Linked DNA regions of Sus scrofa: region 2 is linked to region 1. A link is a contact called in public HiChIP or PLAC-seq data. All regions are on one chromosome and are shown on one strand. Each heading gives the region's core, a stretch centred on a gene start, on an enhancer-like site or on the middle of the called end of the contact. The rest is flanking DNA. Distances are from core to core; before and after follow the strand shown.

What was found. HiChIP or PLAC-seq counts read pairs in DNA pulled down with a chosen protein or histone mark.
Region 2: a contact with region 1 is called in an H3K27ac HiChIP or PLAC-seq map of skeletal muscle, with 2.8 times the contacts expected there. The contact joins two enhancer-like sites. A contact is called at or near these places in 1 of 47 Hi-C or Micro-C datasets (liver) and 1 of 2 datasets of contacts at active chromatin or transcription factors (skeletal muscle).

The regions. Positions count from the first base shown.
Region 1 is chr3:58,804,543-58,809,689 of Sscrofa11.1, reverse strand. No RefSeq gene overlaps it. Among named protein-coding and RNA genes, the nearest start is that of ST3GAL5, 56 kb to the left of the region's middle. Within about 2 kb of position 2,684, at least 13 of the 83 cell types and tissues checked have an H3K27ac peak or open chromatin away from gene starts, as enhancers often do. A contact at or near this core is called in skeletal muscle, where this site is marked.
Region 2 is chr3:59,022,385-59,027,270 of Sscrofa11.1, reverse strand. No RefSeq gene overlaps it. Among named protein-coding and RNA genes, the nearest start is that of ATOH8, 23 kb to the right of the region's middle. Within about 2 kb of position 2,645, at least 14 of the 83 cell types and tissues checked have an H3K27ac peak or open chromatin away from gene starts, as enhancers often do. A contact at or near this core is called in skeletal muscle, where this site is marked.

The sequences.
Region 1 (5,147 bases), core at 1,435-3,934:
AGCTAAGAGAACATCTCTCTCCCCATATCAGTTTCAGACAATTCCTTGATTGGCCTGTCTTGGGTGGCATGACCATCTTTGTGGCAATGAGGGTGGGGTGCTTTGGCCAGCCTACAATGAGGGTAAGGGATGGACCTGGGGACTATGACTGGTGGCTTTGTAGGAACTAAACAGAGTGGGGTGAAATGATCCGAAGGAAGGGATGCTGGGTAGACAAAACAGGAAAGGGTCACCATAGAAGGGCAGAGAAAATGAAGGCCAAATTGTAGGATAAGGCTTGTGGAGTCACTCTGCACAGGTTCCTAACCACTTCTTCTAAGGGACCTCCAATATAACCCTGAGTTTCCTGATGATGATGAAAGCCAAGAAGGAAACAGGATCAATGATGCAAACCAGATGCTAGCCGAAGTCTCAAGGCCCCGGGCAGCATCAAAGCATGTCTTGAGTTTCCTTCTGTTTCCCTGGAGGCTTCCTTTATCACAGTTCTTGATCCCACAGGAGCTACCTCTCTTCCCCACCACATGGCCCCCAGATGTGAGGCTTATCTTTTCTTTGATGCCTACCAAAGACTCCACTCACATAGGACACACATCGTGGGAGTTCCTGTTGTGGCACAGTGGAAATGAATCCAACTAGTAACCATGAGGTTGCAGGTTCGATCCCTGGCCTCACTCAGTGGGTTAAGGATCCTACATTGCTGTGGCTGTGGTGTAGGCTGGCAGTTACAGATCAGATTCAGGCCCTAGCCTGGGAACTTCCATGGGCTACAGGTGCAGCAGTAAATAGAAAAATAAATAAAATTTTTTAAAAAGGATGGAAACTCTGGGTTCAAACCCTGGCTTTCATATTTAGTAGATGAGAAATTTGTGTTAGTTACTTAACCATTCTTTGCAAGGGCGGGAGACAGACATGAAACAGGTGAGGTACCGCGGCCCCTCGTGGATGTAGCAGCTAGCTCCTGAGCACAGAATGACAACAATGCCCATGGGAGGAGAAAGGGCACAGAGCAGCCATGTCTGCTCCAGACTGAGGAGAAGTGGTACCGATTTTCCAGGAGAGGCACGGTGTGTGCGCACAGGGTGTTGTCTGGAGCTGGTAGTGGGTGATATGGGTGCTAGCAAGAGGGGGTAAAGTCGCTCAGAGCACTTTATTGGAGCAGAGTAAAGGGCGATTGGGCCTGAGGATGTAGATCAGAGATGAAGATCAGAGATGCTTTCTAACTGGAGGGAGGGCACAGAACAGCATTTTTTTTTAGGGCCGCACCCTTGGCATATGGAAGTTCCCAGGCTAGGGCTCACATTGGAGCTGCACCCACTGGCCCTCACCACAGCCACAGCAACACAGGATCCGAGTTATGTCTGCAACCTACACCATAGCTCACAGCAACACCAGTGGATCCTCAACCTACTGAGCAGGGCCAGGGATTGGATCCGCATCCTCATGGATACTAGTCAGGCTTGTTACCGCTGAGCCACAATAGGAACTCCCAGATTGGCATTTTAAATAGGCCAGCATGTGTGGGATGGTGGTGGAGTGGGGTGGGGGAGGATAAGGGAAGCTGGTTGGGCATCTGTTCTCTAGAAAGATCCCATTCAGATTTCAACATGCCAGGGCATGCGTTCCGAGGGAACTAGATGGGCTGAGTGTGCCTGGCTGTGGTTAAGAGAGGAGAAGTCCCCCCCCTCCAACCCTAAGCACAAGCTAAGCACAAGCTCCTGGCATGTTCCATCCCCTTCAGTTCACCCTGTGAGGGTGTGATGGCCCAAGACAGAGCCTGCAGGCCAGGAGAGGCCAGGGGCCTGCCTACGTGAGGGAAGGATCAAGCCACATGGCCCTGAGCTTTGGAAAAATCTCCAGAGCTTTGGATGAAGTACGTGACCTTCCCAGGAAACCTGAGAGGCGGCTGCTGATAAGCCTGGAGCTTTCTTGCAGCAGAACGTGTGCTCCTGAAGTTTCACCTGATCCTGAGAAAGAAACTAACCCGAGAGCCACATAAGCCTGGGCAGGGCTGTGGTTCTTTCCGCTCAGAAAAAAATGTGTTTGGACAACTGAGAATACTGGAACCACTGGGGTAGCTTGCAGGCTCTCTGTACCCAAAAGAGCAAGTGGCCCAGGAAAGCAGCCCTCCTGCTTCTTGGGAAATAATAGAGCAAAAAGCTGTGACATCAAAGAAAAGAAGGAAAAGGGCTTCATTCTGCAGGAGCCAAGAGTGAGCTGGGTCACCTAAGCACACCTGCCTGCCTCTCGTGTTCCTGATAGCATCTCTGCCACCTTCTGAGGGCACAACCTTCCTTTTGCTGAATCTGTCCTGCCCCAATCTGGTGTTTTCTCTCAAGCCAAGTAATCTGAGCCGACCTCCAGAGACCCCTGGGGCCATACCACACTTGGGCTCATCCCACCCTCTCATCCCCTTGGCCATTCCTCCGGACACTGGGCATCAGTGACCAGGGATGTGCCTGGGGTGAGCCTGGTGGCACCTCTGTCACTTGGTGGCTCAAGCCTAGGGACGTCCCTCTCCAGAGCTGGCTGTGCGAAGACAGCTGTTTGTGATGAGCAGCTTGTGGCAACAGACGTTTCCTCTCTTGAGTCTCTGGTTTATTCCAAGGCGCCAAGCACAGAGCCAGGCGTGGGGGGATTGTCTCAAGCATGCTGGGTGGAATGTGGTGTTTGCCACAGAGCGTGACCATCTGTTTGGGTGGAGCCCCTGCCTCAGCTCCGGGGAAAGCGCCCCCCTTGGCAGTGGGGTGAGGTCATTTGGTGGGGGCTGGGCTCTGAGGCCAGGGCTGGTGGAACCCTTGGATATGTGATGAGGAACCAAGAAAAGGAAAGAAAGTGGCTTCTCCTTCCTTCCTGTTTCCTCTTCTGTTCCCTTCTACTCTCCACGGACTCACACTTCTGAAGGGCTTTCATCCTCTTCCACAAACAGCTCAGAGATTTCCTGGCCAATCTGTCAGTTCTTCCTCTGGACACAGGCAAGGAACTCCTGGTGTCCATGGTAACAGCACCGCTTTAGATCCCAGACGAAAACCCAAGACATCCTCTAATAAATGACTACTGAGGAGTTCCCCTTGTGGCTCAGTGGGTTATACACCCAACTAGAATCCATGAGGATGTGTGTTCAATCCCTGGCCTCGATCAGTGGGTTCAGGATCTGGCGTTGCCATGAGCTGTGGTGTAAGTCACAGATGCAACTCAGCTCCCACGTTGCTGTGGCTCTGGTGTAGGCCAGCGACTACAGCTCCAATTCGACCCCTAGCCTGGGAACCTCCATAGGCCAAGGGCATGGCCCGGAAAAAAAAAAAAAAAGATTGCTGATTCTTGCCCTCATTTTTTTTTAAATCTCATGTAATTATTTTTTATATTAGTTCGAAAAGTTGAGCAATGTTTGTTTTTTTGTTTTTTCCCCGCTGTACAGCATGGCGATCAAGTTACTCTTACATGTATACATTTTTTTCCCCACCTTTTGTTCTGTTGCCATATGACTATCTAGACATAGTTCTCAATGCTATTCAGCAGGATTTCCTTGTAAATCTATTCTAGATTGTATCTGATAACCCCAAGCTCCCGATCCCTCCCACTTCCTCCCTCCCCGTCGGGCAGCCACAAGTCTATTCTCCAAGTCCATGATTTTCTTTTCTGTGGAGATGTTCATTTGCGCTGGATATTAGATACCAGATATGCGTGATATCGTATGGTATTTGTCTTTGTCTTTCTGACTCATTTCACTCAGTATGAGAGTCTCTCGTTCCATCCATGTTGCTGCAAATGGCATTATGTCATTCTTTTTAATGGCTGAGTAGTATTCCATTGTGTATATATACCACATCTTCCTAATCCAATCATCTGTTGATGGACATTTGGCTTGTTTCCATGTCCTGGCTATTGTGAACAGTGCTGCAATGAACATGCGGGTTCTTGCCCTCAATTTTGTGCCTGGTAATCTGACCCCAAGGGACCACCCAGTTCTCACCCAGAACACAGACCACAGCTCCGACACTCTGGAAGCCCCAGGAGACATGGAAGGGTGATAAAAACAGGCACCTGTCTAGAGCCCCTCTGTGTATGAGACTCTACCCTCACAGAGTTTCTCCCATTTCCAATGGCTGCCCTCCGAGATGGTGTTGTCACAATTTTAAGAATGAAGAGAGGCGCTTGGAGAGGCCGAGGGCTTGTCCAATGGCACATAGACTGGCCTTGCTTCTCCTGGTTCAATACTCTTTGCACACAGACTGGACCACGTGGGGGGTCGGGAGCGGTGGGAGACTCACTGGTTTTGAGCTGGAGGGGAGGAAGTTCAAGTTTGCCCCTATGCAAATCCTGCATCCTGCACCCTGAGAAAAGGCATGAGATGCAGAAGCAAGTGGAGCATTAGGGTGGTGGGTGCATGGGTGCCCTCCTGACCTCAGGGAGTTGAAGGTGCCCCTGTTCCAAAGAGTTTAATCAGCCAGCAGAAGCATGCATGGAGAATAAAAACATAAAATAAACAGCTGTCCCATTTATATAGACTTAAGAACTTGCAAAAGAGCAAGTTCTGGTTTTTCAACATAGTTTCGGGTCAAAACTAGAGTTGTAACCCTCATTACTGCCCCCAAGTTAAATTCCTGGGATCCCTTTGCCCTAAAACAAAGCTCTGGCTTTCAGACTTCCTGGGGCCACCATAATTAATATCCTCTGTGCAAACTGTTTTTCCTTTTGTTTAAATTTGAGGGCTTCTGCCTGCCCTTCTCCTTGGATTCAACCCACAATGTGTTAGGGGTTTTCACCTACACAGCCTCATGAAATTCTCCCGGGTGGTCCAGGAGATTGGTTTCTTCTCTTGATTTTGCAGATAAGGAAACTGAGTTTCAAGTGATTAAGTCATTTGTCCAAAGTCACACTGACCTGTGTGACTTGACATGGGCCCATCCAGTATCAACCTTTCCTGATTCCACACATAGGATTCGCAGTTGTCTTGTGTATGTGTTTCTTACAATTCCCCACCACCACCACCAGCCTCAACCACATCTTCCAAGTTATTCAGTGATTCATACGTCTGGATTGACCAATCTGGCTCTCCTTTTGAAGGGCTGACTTTCCCCAACGTTCCTTCTCAACCTCTCAGGACAAGGAGCTTCATCACAGCTTTTAAAGGCTCTCTGAGGCTTTGT
Region 2 (4,886 bases), core at 1,396-3,895, 220 kb before region 1:
GAATCCTGCTCTAGAAGCATATAGACTCCCAGGTTGAAAAAGATCTGAAGCTGAGAGAATGTCAAATGTTTTAGAAATCCTAAAAAATCTCTTATGTCCTACATCAGGGTAGGGATTGGGACAGTTGAAAGAGGCCCAGCTCAGGCTCAGGAAGATGGTGAGAGGGAGAGGAGGAGGGTGGTTGGGAGGTTGTCATGGGGCCCACTGTCAAGGTCAGGGGGCTCCAGGATTAAGTCAAACTAGTGGGGACAATACCCAGCCTTGCCCACCACCCCTGCCGATCACAGCAGTCATGAAGGCGGTCCTGCATCCCCAGGGATGGCAGGGGAGCTTGGACCGGACTAAGCCGGTGCTTCCTTCCCTAAGCCAGGGACTCAGGCTCTGAGGCTCATCCCAGCAGGGATTATCGTGCTGGGATTCCAGGTCTCCAACCAGCCTATCAACCCAAAAAAAGAAGTTTGGAATGGACCTGGCTGCTAATTCTTGGACAACCTGCACTCATTCTTGGTTGATGGCCTGTGTGGTCCTTGAAGCTCTATTCTCCCCCACGATGGCCCCAGAAGGGAGTGGGGTTGGCTGGGGTGGAGGCGGGGGCCAAGGGCAGCTCTATCTACCCCCTGCAGCCCCTCAGGCTTCTGCCATGCCCACCCCATGGCACCGTGGACAGAGTTGTGCTGCCCCACGGCAGTAGAATGCCTGAGTCACATGGGACCCCTGCTTTACCCATCTTTCATTTATTCCCAGGAGACTTCTTTCTGGGCAGACCAATCCCAGGAGGTGTTTGGAGGCAGCCACCCTCAGCACAGCCAAGGGCAAGGAAGAGGGCAAGGCACCCGGGCCTGGGGGCTCAGCATGCCGAGGCCTCACAGTTAGCCAGGATGCTCGGGGGCTGGAGTTCAGTTAATCAAACCATTCTGCTTAAATAAGGGCCACTCTCAGCACATTTAAAATTGTAGACTCTTGGAGTTAGAATTTGTTCTAAAAGGGAATCTCATCAATGAGCATTTAATGAATACCATTTAGTGTAAGTCAATCTCTCTACCTTTATATTATCTTAGTTTTTTTTTCCTTTTTCCCTTTTTTCCCCTTTTTTTAGGGCTGCACTCACAGCATACGAAGGTTCCCAGGCTAGGGGTCTAATCAGAGCGACAGCTGCCAGCCTATGCCACAGCCACAGCAATGCAGGATTTGAGCCACGTTTGTGACCTACACCACAGCTCAGGGCAACATCAGATCCTTAACCCACTGAGCGAGGCCAGGGATCTAACCTACAACCTCGTGGTTCCTAGTCGGATTCATTAACCACTGAGCTGGAATGGGAACTCCTGAATGAAAATGGATGACCTTAGAGTGTCCATTTTTTGGTCAAGCACTTTGTCCCTTGTTACCTCATTTGTTTCCTCTAACAACACTGGGAGTATTGTTATTATAGACGTTTTCATTGGAGCGAGGAAGAAACTGGGCTCTGACTGATTAAGCTCCTGGCTTAGCCCTGTGTGGCTAGTGAGTGGCCGGATGGACCTTCCACCAGGCTCTCTGGGGTTTGGCTCCAGGCTTCCCTCTTCTTCATGGGGCTTCTGTGGTGTGGGAAACACCTGGGCAGCTTTGTTTTTGTTTTTGTTTTTGTTTTTCCAGCCAAACCAGATTGCTCTGGTTGCCTCTGTTCCCCACAGTGAGGGCCAACCGCCAGATGCCTCTAAGACGCTGAAGCGAGAGAGGGAGGCCCATGGGTTGCATGGGGGTCTATGACAAAGGCCTATGTAAAAACATTGTCTGCGACTCTTTGTTTGAGCCTCAACTGTGCTTGGCTTGGGGTAGTCAAGTGACCCTCTGGTGTGTCCTTCTGCCTGCCTGTAAACCTCCCCCAGGGGCAGACCCCGAGGAGCACGTCCATAGAGAACCAAGTCACACCTGAGCTCTGCCAGGTGGCCTTGGCTGACCTTGGGGTACCCTTGTCAGTGGAGGAGGTGGGCAGGTGGGCTGTGTACCCATCTGCCAACCCCGCAGGGTGAGCTCAGCATGGTTAAGGAACTCAGAGGAAGGATCTCAAGAATAGAGGAGGGGCAGGGTGGGGTTAGTAGAGGGGGAGCGGGGAGGGATGTGTCACCGAGGAGGTGACATTTGAGCTGGTCTCTGAAGGGTGAGAAATTCACCAGGTGGAGGGAGGCTACTTCTGGCAAGAGAACAGCATGAACAAGGCTCAAAGGTCTTGGAGTATAAAGCAGAGAGGATGGTATGGATGTGAAGGGGTGCGTGTGTCTGTGTGTGTGAGAGAGAGAGATTCAGAGGGACAGACAGAGAAAGAGGCTCCATTTGTGCCACTTTTGTTCATCTAACTTTCTCTGGTCCCTGATTCCCCATGAGCTCCTGTCCTTGGCTCCTGGCCCAGCCTTGACCTCTCTGGGCCTCTCGCTGCTCCCCTGGGCCCAGCGCTCCTGCACTCGAGCCCCCCAGGGCTTCCCTGTTCCCTCGGCAGCTCCTGCCTTGACTTTGTTCTTCCAAAGCCTACCCTAAGCTTGGCTTCCACGAGGACACTTGATCCTGCCCCGTGGCTGGCAGTGGGGCGCGGCCCTCAGAGCAGCTGCGGCAATGGTGTTGACTCCAGATGGAAAGTGTTTCGAGAATTCTGATGTGACATCACACTGTCAGGACATCGTGCTGACCGGAACCCATCTGGGAGTGGCCAGGTGAGGTCATTGCCAGCCGTGGCCCTTGTCCGGGGCTGGCTGGGATCAAGGAGCTTGGCTTGGTGGTTGGGGGTCTAGGACCGAGGGGTGGCACAGGGAGAGGCCCCCCCCCCAGGTGTCCAGGCCATCGCTATAGGGTGGTCGGGAGGCAAACAGATGCACTTCATCCACTTCCTGTGACCTGAGCCCAGAGGAGGCCCCGTGCACATGTGCCCACCTGTGGGCGAGGTCCAGTTTGGCTGCTCTCGGCTCTCCCACCCCACCCTGGGGCCTCTCCTCCCACTAGGCCTCCACCGCCAAAGGGCCATGGGTACCCTGCATGTGGCCTCCTGGGCTCAGCCTCACTCACCCCGCTAAGCCCTGCTCAGCCAGGTGAAGACGGGGCTGTCCCAGCCGCCTGCCCGAGGCTGAAAGGGGAGCCCCACCACAGCTGACATCCGCGCCCGGGCCCGGACCCAGAGCTTGTCCTCAAGGCACCATCTGTTGCCTGCGAGGGCTGAGCGGAGGCTGGCACTGCGGCTCAGAAGGCAGGGCTGGAGAGGGGAGTCACGGTGGTGTGGGGTGCCCCCATTGCTCCACTTCTGCCACCCTTACCCACTCGTGCCAAAGTCCATCGCGGGGCTGAAGAATAAAAGAGTCAGAAGCGGTCAGCCCCCAGCTCGAGGCTGGCTTCGGCTTCCCCCACATCAAGAGCATTCCCTTCTGGGGAAACCAGAGGGCACAGCCAGATGGTCTCCAGCCCAGGCCAGCGTCCAGTTCCAGGCATCACCGTCGTCACTGTGCAATCATGAGACGAGAGCTGGGCACTGGGCCTCAGGCCACAGAACGGGCTGCCTGGGATTGGTGCCCTGGCTGGCTCTCTGTCCCTCCCCAGGAGCAGGTTGTCTGAACACACAGCCGGACACAGTGGGAGACAGCTTGGGGTGGGAACAACCCCTCGGTTGGTCAGGGCCCTCAGGATGGGGACACGTTCACAGGGACTGGGGAACAAGAAAGCCATCTGGGACCTTGGCTGCCTGCTCCTGCCACCTGCCGCTTTGGAAGGGGCCAATGACTGGGGGAAAAGAGAGGAAGGGAAGGTGCAGGGATCTGATGACGAGGAGGGAAAGAGAGAAAGAAGAGAAGAACGTGAGAGGGGAGAAGAGAGAAGGAGGGAGGGTTGGGCTCTAGGCAAAAGAGACCTGGCATAACAGTGGTTTAGACAGGTTGGCACTTTCTCTCTACGGAGAACGGTATGGAGGTTCCTCAAAAACCTGAAAAAAAAGTTACCATATGACCCAGCAGTTCCACTCCTGGGCATTTATCTGGATAAAACCCGAATTCAAAAAGATACCTGCACCCCATGTCCATAGCAGCACTATTTCCGGTAGCTGAGGCGTGGAAACAACCTAAATGTCCATCAACGGAGGAATAAATTGAGAAGACGTGGCATTATATAAACAATGGACAATTACTTAGCCACAAAAAGAATGAAATAATGCCATCTGGAGCAACACAGATGGACCTAGAGATTATCATACTAAGTGAAGTAAGAAAGAGAAAGGCAAATACCATATGAAATCACTTATATATGGAACCTAAAATGTAACACAAATGAACATATCTACGGAAGAGACACAGACTCACAGACATTGAAAACCGACTTGTGGATGCCAAGGAGGAGGGTGGGTGGGGAGGGGTGGACTGGGAGTTTGGGGTTAGCAGATGCAGACTATTATATATAGGATGGATAAACAACAAGGCCTTACTGTATAGCACGGGAACTCTACTCAATATCCTGTGATAAACCATAATGGAAAAGAATATTAAAAAGGATGTATATATATGTATAAATGAATCACTTTGCTGTACAGCAGAAATTAACACAACATTGTCAATCAACAATATTTCATTAAAAAGAAAAAAAAAAGATGGCAGTTTCTCTTACACACAGCCATAGCAGGTGGTCCAGGGCTAGAGCAGTCCCATTATTCCTAGGAGTCCAATCTGAAGCATGGAGGAGGAAGCGGGGGGAGGGCATACCCTTCACTTTAGGGAGCCAAGAGGGGGTTGCACACATCACCTCTCCTGCCAGCTCACTGGACAGAATGTAGTCACTGGAGCCACATCTAGCTGCAAGAGAGGCTGGGAAACGTAGGCTTTGTTCTGAGCAGTGTCCAGAGCAGAAAGCTCAGTGAGGAAGGAGACTAGATACTGGGG